Linked DNA regions of Hordeum vulgare: region 1 is linked to region 2. A link is a contact called in public Hi-C data. All regions are on one chromosome and are shown on one strand. Each heading gives the region's core, a stretch centred on a gene start, on an enhancer-like site or on the middle of the called end of the contact. The rest is flanking DNA. Distances are from core to core; before and after follow the strand shown.

Evidence for each region. A called contact is a pair of places that touch in the nucleus more often than the background predicts.
Region 1: a Hi-C map of seedling shows a contact between it and region 2, with 4 times the contacts expected there. The contact joins the promoter of LOC123398590 here to the promoter of LOC123395341 in region 2. A contact is called at or near these places in 4 of 6 Hi-C or Micro-C datasets (leaf and seedling) and 1 of 1 datasets of contacts at active chromatin or transcription factors (embryo).

Annotation. Positions count from the first base shown.
Region 1 is chr5H:458,113,627-458,117,798 of MorexV3_pseudomolecules_assembly, forward strand. It overlaps LOC123398590 (RHOMBOID-like protein 10, chloroplastic), which reads left to right and starts at 1,917. Exons shown (of 9, transcript XM_045093047.1): 1 at 1,917-2,164; 2 at 2,445-2,701; 3 at 2,806-2,860; 4 at 2,946-3,026; 5 at 3,116-3,212; 6 at 3,318-3,385. The coding sequence starts at 1,973.
Region 2 is chr5H:457,969,414-457,973,789 of MorexV3_pseudomolecules_assembly, forward strand. It overlaps LOC123395341 (junctophilin-4-like), which reads right to left and starts at 2,495. Exons shown (of 3, transcript XM_045090335.1): 1 at 1,507-2,495; 2 at 1,079-1,307; 3 at 468-982. The coding sequence starts at 2,342. The coding sequence ends at 818.

The DNA of each region.
Region 1 (4,172 bases), core at 667-3,166, 140 kb after region 2:
AAAAAATCATGAACATTTTTTATTTCATGACAATTTATATGAAATTGTGATTTGTTCTATAATATGTGAGCAATTTTTGAACTCATGAACGTTTTATGACTTGTTGAATATTATGTAAATACAGTTTTTCTAATTTTTTCGAACTGGCAACTTTTTTTTCTTTTGAAATCTGGAATTAATTTAGAGAAGAAAAAACTGAAACTGGAATAAAAAGTAAAGAAAGAAAAATACTAAACACGATGCCCTGAGCTGCACATGGCCGGCCCATGGGAAAATGGGAAAAAGGTAGAGAAAAGTGGTGCACCAGGGATCAAACCCTGGTCTCTGGCCTGGAGTATCGCACCTCTCACCATCGCACTAGTCCTCTGTTACTGGTATATCTATATATCAGTTCTTTATAAACACAATGCAGGGCGGCGTTTTCTGAAATCCGAAAAGTGAATTGTTTTTATACTTACGGGTGGCATTGGTGGGTAATTTTTATCAACTTTAGGAGTAATTTTAATGACGGGCGACAGAAGCAATATGTGCTTTATTATTACTAGCAAAAGAGCCCGTGCGTTGCAACGGAAGAAAAAAAATACCACACGCTTTTAATTTTTTTATAATCATTTTGATTTATTAAAATAATAAGCTAACTAACTAATGTAGTGAGTCATATCCTATTTTGTTGAGAAATCAACCCGTCCATTGTTAATTCCACCATGATGAGAAATTGAGCGGGACAAGTAAAGCAAAACAAAGAGGCTATGTGAATTGATCAATGGACTGTTATCTTATTTCACTCATGGGATAGATAATGTGAGATCACATGACAAACTGAAGGTGGTGTTCCATTCTCTCTCTACAACAATGCAACCTTACATTCAATACATTCATTCATCAGCAAACAAATTATCACAAAACAAAATTTCTTGCTGGTGCTTGTTACACGGTTGGAGGCATGGGGAGGGGATCTCACGAGATGACGAGTCCTGCCGGAGGAGGGGATACGATGAGGGGAGCAAGGGTTAGGTGTCTCTATCTGGCCATAAGTAGTCGCCGTTGCCGCGCCATAACCTCGGAGTTCCGTGTGTGAGCCATGGAGGCCCGCCTCCACCTGCAACTACTTCGCTCCGCCGCGCCTTATCCGCGCGCCGCCGCCGTTCTACATCGAGCAGACGCATCATCCCAAGTCGTTGTAGCTGTCGCGTTGATTTGATCCAGAAGTTGTGCTCGAGCGCCGAAACGGGGGCAGCAAGCGGGCAGAGGTACGATCGCGGAAGTGGGTGGGTTGAGATCGACAACAGTGGTGGTTGAGGTCGGCCGCAGCGGCGAGTGGTGTGGCAGCGGCCTGGGCACAGGCCAGGGTGGACCAGGGTCGACGCGATGCGCTCGAGCGCCGCAATGGGGGCAGTGAGCAGGGAGAGGTACAGCCGCGGAGGCGGGTGGGTTGAGATCGGCAGCGGTGGAGGTTGAGGCCGACCGCGGCGGCGAGTGGTGTGGCGGCGGCCTGGGCACAGGCCAGGGTTGACGGGACGAGGCGATGCGTACGTGTATAATTTTTACAGCGAATCGTTTTTTCCTTTTACGTTGCAGATAAATGATGGAGCGCGGGTTGAATAACAAAAATTACAGGGGCTTTTTTATAAAAATATCGCGGTGGGTTTTCCGACGGAAGCAATAACCGTTTTATTATTATAAAATATATATATATATATATATTATATAATAATATAGGTATATAGGTATATATAGATTAGGGAGAGATTTCAAGGGAGTTTTCTGATCTACAACTATTGAAGAGCATGCGGGCCGCAGAGGTACTTATGACATCGGAAAGGCCCATGATGTTGCCGCTAGGCAAAGGAAGCCCATGTGGCCCACCCGCCCACCGTAGTACGGTCCGATGCCGCGTCTCCAAGCAAGCAAAGCGAAGCTGTCCAATCGAAAGGCATCAACGGGGTCCACGACGCAGGCTTGTGGTGCTCCCATGGCGCCGTGGCTGCTGCTCCCCTCCTTCCCGTGGCCTCCCCCGCCCCCTCCCGGATCCTCCTCTGGACGCGGCGGCGGAGGCGGGGGAGGCGACGGCGGAGATTGGAAGCCGAACGTCGTCGCGGCGGTCGCCGGCGTCCACCTCGGCCGCTCCCTCCGCCGTCGCTTCTCCAGCCTCCTCTGCTCGCCGGTACTGGCGCTCTCGCTCAGCCTCCAATTCGCTCTTCTATTGTGACGCGGTCTGTCGGATTTTCACCGACGCGAACTGTAGCGTTACTTCTTGGGACTTGTCATTTGTAGCAATAAGCTGTGATATCCTTCAGTCTCTAGTTATACAGATGTTGGTCGGTCGTTATCATGATCGCCCGTGCTGCGTTGAACCCTTTCACTTTTCATGTTAGAAATTGGTTTTATGAATTTGAGAGCTCGCAGCGCAACCTAATCTGAACTGAAGCTTGTGCAATACCCAGGAGGTGCGGTCTCTTGATGTCTTGCCCAGAATAGGAGACATTTGGTTTGGAGGATCACAGCCAATTGACACACACCAAGTTCTTGGGGCGCTGGGAAATGTATTCTCCACATCGTTTGTTTGCAGCTCTGCTTTGTTCGGTGGGAATAGGTCAGGTGGGAGATACGTCGGTAGCGGAAATTTACAGCCCAGAAGGCCTCGTGGGATCAACTCGAAGAAGAGGCTGTGGACTAATGTCCTTCTTGCTGTTAACATCCTGTAAGTCCATGCTCAATTTAAGTTGCGTGATTCCCTCTGTTTTTATAGTATTAGCTTCCTTTCGACATTTGTGGATTAACACAGTTTTACTACTTTATTTAAAGGGCCTATATCGCTCAGATAGCATCACAAGGAAAGCTTATTATGTGGGGAGCAAAGGTTGGTACGTGTTGAAATTTCCATTTCACCTAAACTGTATTTATTTTTTGTCTTATGGGACTGCAATCATGATTTACGATGGAAGGTCAACAGCCTGATTGATAGAGGGGAATTTTGGCGTTTGGCTACATCAACAATTCTTCATGGAAATCTTACTCATCTTGCTGTATGTGACCCTTTTTCTATCGAGAATTAGAATTATACTATATTAAATCGCCATTGCTAACTTTCCTTCCTATCGTTGTAACAATGCAGTTCAATTGTTTTTCTTTGAATTCGATTGGCCCTACCGTGGAGCTCGTTACTGGCCCTAAAAGATTTCTTGCTGTTTATTTCACTTCCGCGTTGGCAGGTGTTTGTTTGTCCTTGTTACCTGTCTTTGTTAATTCATGGAGTGGCGTGATTGCTGTCTAGTTCCTGGTTCATAATTTATTCTTCATTCTTGGAACTGTAACAGGTTCGCTAATGAGTTATCGCTATTGTCAATCACCTTCTGTTGGCGCATCAGGGGCCATTTTTGGACTGGTATGTCTAGTTCATTTCCAAAATACAGTTACCTAAATATTTTATTGTGTGTGATCCAAAATCATGGTTGCTTAACCCTACATCACGGCATAATTTGCTAGCAATACGGAATTACGAAATGTCACTGATAGATCAGAACATAGATCATCTGTTGTAATTTGTTCAGATTGTTTCATCATTATTTCTTTCTATTCTACGACCTCTAAGTTGGAAACTTTAGTTTGACCCAGTTCTATGTACTATGTTGGTGTATCTTTTGTTTGCACGTCTTGATTGAGCTGGCCTTTAATGTACATCGTTTTGTCTGCCGTACGCCCGTACTTGAGCATTTGAAAAATATCATCTTGACCTTCTATGTACTACATTGGTGTATCTTTTGTTTGCACATCTTGATTGAACTGGCCTTTAAGGCCTTGTACAATGCAAGTTGCTTAGAAAAACAAACCGGATTTTGTCTAACCACTGGTGCTTATTTATAGAGGACAAACACTTAATTAGGCACCCCTGCTATACAGATAAGCACCTGGTGCTTAAGAAAAAAAATGTTTATTTTACTAAGCACCTTCCTAAGTGCCTTGCATTGTACAAGGCCTAATGTACATCATTTGTCTGTCGTACTTGAGCATTTGAAAAATATCATATCATTTTGACCCAGTTGTATGTACTACATTGGTGTATCTTTTGTTTGGACATATTGATTGAGCTGGCCTTTAATGTACATCTTTTTGTCGGTCATACTTGAGCATTTGAAAAATATCACTTCTAATTGCCACTAATATTTTGTACG
Region 2 (4,376 bases), core at 1,245-3,744:
ATTTGCATGATTCTTTTCTTCCCCCTGCATTCATGTTTCTGGTGGGAAAATCTGGGGCAGCAACGGGGACCCAAAGGCTATGAATCGCTGCTGGTTTTGAATCAACACGGTGGGGCTCAGATGCGGGGAATGGATAGACAGCAAATGGTACTGGAAATATAATACTGCTACTAACTATCATAGTAGGGGCCAACATTATCAAAGCTAATAACAAGTTGCAGGACCGGAGGAAATTATTCACAATCCCCCATGTGCATCTCCTCCTTGTACTACTACCGTTGCAAAATGGGGAATCACTGCACATGGTGTCCAACCCCAGGCACAGTCAAGATTCAGATCGGTGCGATGAAAATGTTGCAGGTGCAAGCACATTCGTGGTATGTGCAAGTGCAATGCACACAGAGGAACTTGCTCTACTTAGGATATGCAGCAAGTGGCATGAACTAGGAAGGGAAAGACTCATCAGCTGGAAATGATCAATCAGCTCTTCCATTGATACACTTGGATCTATGTACAATTTACAGCTTGCTGGAAGGGGGGAAAGAAAGGGACCACCGATCGATCGCGATCGCGATCGTCGCAGAATCTGAGCTGTTTTTGAAATGCAAAACTTGTCAGCTCCGCTCCTCCTCGGAGGCTCCCTCTTTGTTGCTGATCCGATCAGATCTCTCTCTGACTCGGAGCAAGCGGTTGTGCCGCCCCGGTCGTCTTCGTCGTCGTCGTCGTCTGAAACTCTCACCGATTAGTGTTATTGTCCTCCACTACCCTAATGTACAGTTAGAAGAAAGGGGCATGTTTTCTTCAACACACACGCTCTTCACACATAGGTATCGCAGAATTTCCCGTCCATCCTGTTCTGGACTGCCTTGATCGCCGCCACCCTGGCCGCCGTGGCTGCCCTGTTCGCGGCCATGACCACCTTGTGCACCTGCTCATCGACTCTCGGCAGGTGGAAGGCGTTCTCCGCGGCCCGTTGTGCAGCCTGATCATACAATGGAACCATTAGAATTCCACAAGGATTTGCAGAGGTAAAGACTCCTAGGGGGCGATTTTATGTGTAAGCAAATCGGTTTAATACCTGCACGGCACGCTCAACGGAAGGATCGGTGGGAGGCAGGGGGCTCTTGAGAGTCCCAAAGTCCCACTCCCCCGATCGCTTGTCGCCATTCCGAAAGGTGTACATTCCGAATCCCTGCTTCTTGCCTTCATGCCAGGAGCCTTCGTAGCAATGGCCATTGGCAAAGCGGTAGACCCCAAACCCATGGATCTTGTCCCCAAAGTACTCCCCGGCGAAGCGATCGCCATTTCTGAAACAAATTGCAACAGAACGTCAGAAATTACTAGGAATTTCTCACCGATGTTGCTTGAACTATTACTGTGATGATGAAGATGAAGATATATAATAAGGTGGTTGGGGTTAGTATTAATGAAGCAATCGAACAGTTGCTGAGATATGGAAACAGTGGCGTGACCAAATCAAAGCAGGGAATTTGGCAATATGCTCACCGGAAATGGTAGCTGCCAAGGCCGTGCTTGACGCCGCACTTGAACTCCCCTACATAGGAGCTCCCGTCCGAGCAGGTCTGCGCGCCGATGCCGTGGCTCTGGCCGCCGGCCCACTCGCCCGCGTAGCAGTCGCCGCTGTAGAATCGGTACACCCCGTGGCCGTGGCGGAGGCCCTGGCGGTACTGGCCGCGGTAGCGGCTGCCGCGCGCCCAGCTCTCGATGCCGTAGCCGTCGTACTTGCCGTCAACCCAGTCGCCCTCGTACTTGCCCTTGCCGAAGAAGTTGTAGACGCCGCTGCCGTTGCAGCGGCCCTTGTGGAACTCACCCTCGTAGCAGTCCCCATTGCTGTAGAACTCGACGCCCTCCCGCACGACGCGGCCGTGCGCGGCGGCGGCCTTGCCCCTGGTGTCCCGGGCGTGGTGCGGCTTGTCGTCGTCGTCGCCGATGAACCACTGCACGGAGCCTGTCTGCGGGGAGCGGCGCATCCGCAGGCGGCCGCGGAGGAGGCGCGCGGCTGCGGCGGCGGCGGCGAGCGCGGCGGTGGCGGCGGCGGCGAGGAGGAGGAGGTGGAGGTCGTCGCGGAGGAGGAGCAGCAGGAGGAGCAGGGCGAGCGGGAGCGCGAGGACGAGGGCCGGGTGGGCCGGGCCGGCGTGCGGGTGCGGGGCCTTGCGCTGCGCCGCGGCCTGCGACTTCTTGTCGTCGGGCTCCGGGTCCTCCACCAGCACCGCCTGGAAGGAGGAGCAGTTGCGCACAGTCGGGGAGCGCAGCAGCGAGGAGGGCGTCCGCGTGAGCTTGCCGGCGCCGGCGCACGCGCCGCCCCCGTTGTGGCCGTCCATTGCTCGCCGCCGCCGCTCCCCGCCGCCGTCGCGCTCCTCAATTTCTGACGGATCTTGCCGGCCGCCGGCGTGAGAGCCCCCGGGGCCGCGAACGCAGATCGGGACGGGAGCAGAGAGGGGAGCAGAGGTGGGAGTGGGTGGAGCGGAGAGAAGAGAGGAGGGGAGGGCGGGCTGAGGGGTCTCTTATAACTACCGGGGGGAGGTGACCAGCTCGGGCGCCGACCTAAGACCCGGAAGCGGCTTAGCGGATCCTGCTCCTGCCCCCATGCCGCGGCGGCCCGGCCCGGTATGGAGGCGGTGCGCTGGGGACGCTGCCATGTGGGGCGCTCGGGATGGGTCAGTGGGTCGTTGACGGATCCCACGGGATGGCGACCCGGGTGTTTCGCGGGGGTGTTTGATTGGTCCCTGCGCGCGGAGGGCTGGCCGGGACCGGACCCGGACCCGACCCGACCCGACCCGACCGGGAGCGCTTTGTGTGTGAGCGTGGGGCCCGCGGGTTTCGGATCTGAATCCCTGCTAGGAGAGGAGAGGAGAGGGGTAGGGTAGGGCGCGGCGCGGTGCGGTGCGGTGAGGCGAGTGCGTCCAAGGGGCTTGGCATGTGCGGCGGAGCGAGGGGCGCTTTCGGTTGGAGGGAGGGACAGTGGTGGAGGCGGCGACGGGGCCGAAAAACGAACTGGACTGGCGCGCGCGGGGGGATGGAGACGGCCGTGGCCGTGGCCGTGTGCGGCACGGCTTGGAAACGGCTGGGGGCTCCTCCTGGCTGGCACCGCGTGCATTGGCGCATTGCCTTTTTTGACCGCTGGACTTTTGGGTTAATATAAACTGTCGTGTCCTGATGCTTTCTCGCTGTCTTTTGAGAGCACGCCTTTTCTCTGTTGTAGTAGTATATGGAAGTGAAACGGGTGGGTTTTTGGGGTAATGTATATTGCGCTCGCGGAGTACAGATGGATGGGAAGAAAATGCTAGTGCTGGTACAGTAGTAAAGAGCGCTCCGCAACTTTCACTCTACTACTACTTTTCTTCTACTACCATACTTATCGTGCCAATAATATAATATAATATAATTACCAAAGCAGAACATATAGCTCCGACAAATTGAGGCTTGGATGTGCTTTCCACTCTTTTTGTAGAAAAGACGCGGGCCGAGCCCGACAAGAGTTTAAACCTGGCCCGGTTATGAATTAACATAGCTTCACAAGAAGAAGAAAATTTGGGCTCTTAGTTTTATGTGATCTCGTCAATCGTAAGATAAGAAATGTACAAATGAGGAATTGAAGATTTGAAGAAACTAAAAACGACGAGTTTTGAGTATATATATTTGGCAAAATTGTGCTCTCGCTCTCATCAATCATGAGGGGCACAGAAAACACATTTATGTTGATCTAAACATGCAACCATGGCAACACCATTTGCTACAAATCAGGTTATAGGGATCTCGCACTTGTTTTCTCCTCCTCACGAGGTGACTCACATGCAACTAGATATTCCCCTCGTCTAATCATAATTTTCTCCGGGTTGTGGTCATAAATGAAGAACATGTACACTCTGATCATCGTCCTCTTATCCTACACACAGAATATTATGATGGGAATATGTTTAATCGCCCAAGGAGCCGAGCGAAACAATTTGAAGGTCAATGGCTCAAACAAGAAATAGTTGTGGTTATTGTACGTACATCGTGGAACAAAGCAAATATGTTGGGTATTGGGCCGTCTATTGCTAATCGTACTTGGGCGGTGCATGTGGATTTGAATACTTGGGATCATGATATTTTGGAGGGACCAGAAAGAAGAATTAATAAGCTCAAATAAGATTTGAAAATATTGTGAAGGGGTGAATGCGGATTCTCAAGTGTGACAAAAGGAAATTCTTGTTCTCACTGAAAATCTTTTGGAGCAACAAGAGATCTACTCCTTACAACGTGGTTGTGCACGCTAGTTGTTGCATGGTGACCGCAATACCTCTTTTTCATAATGTGGCAACGACTAGAACAAAAAGAAGTGAGATTACAAAATTGCTTGATGACAATGGTGT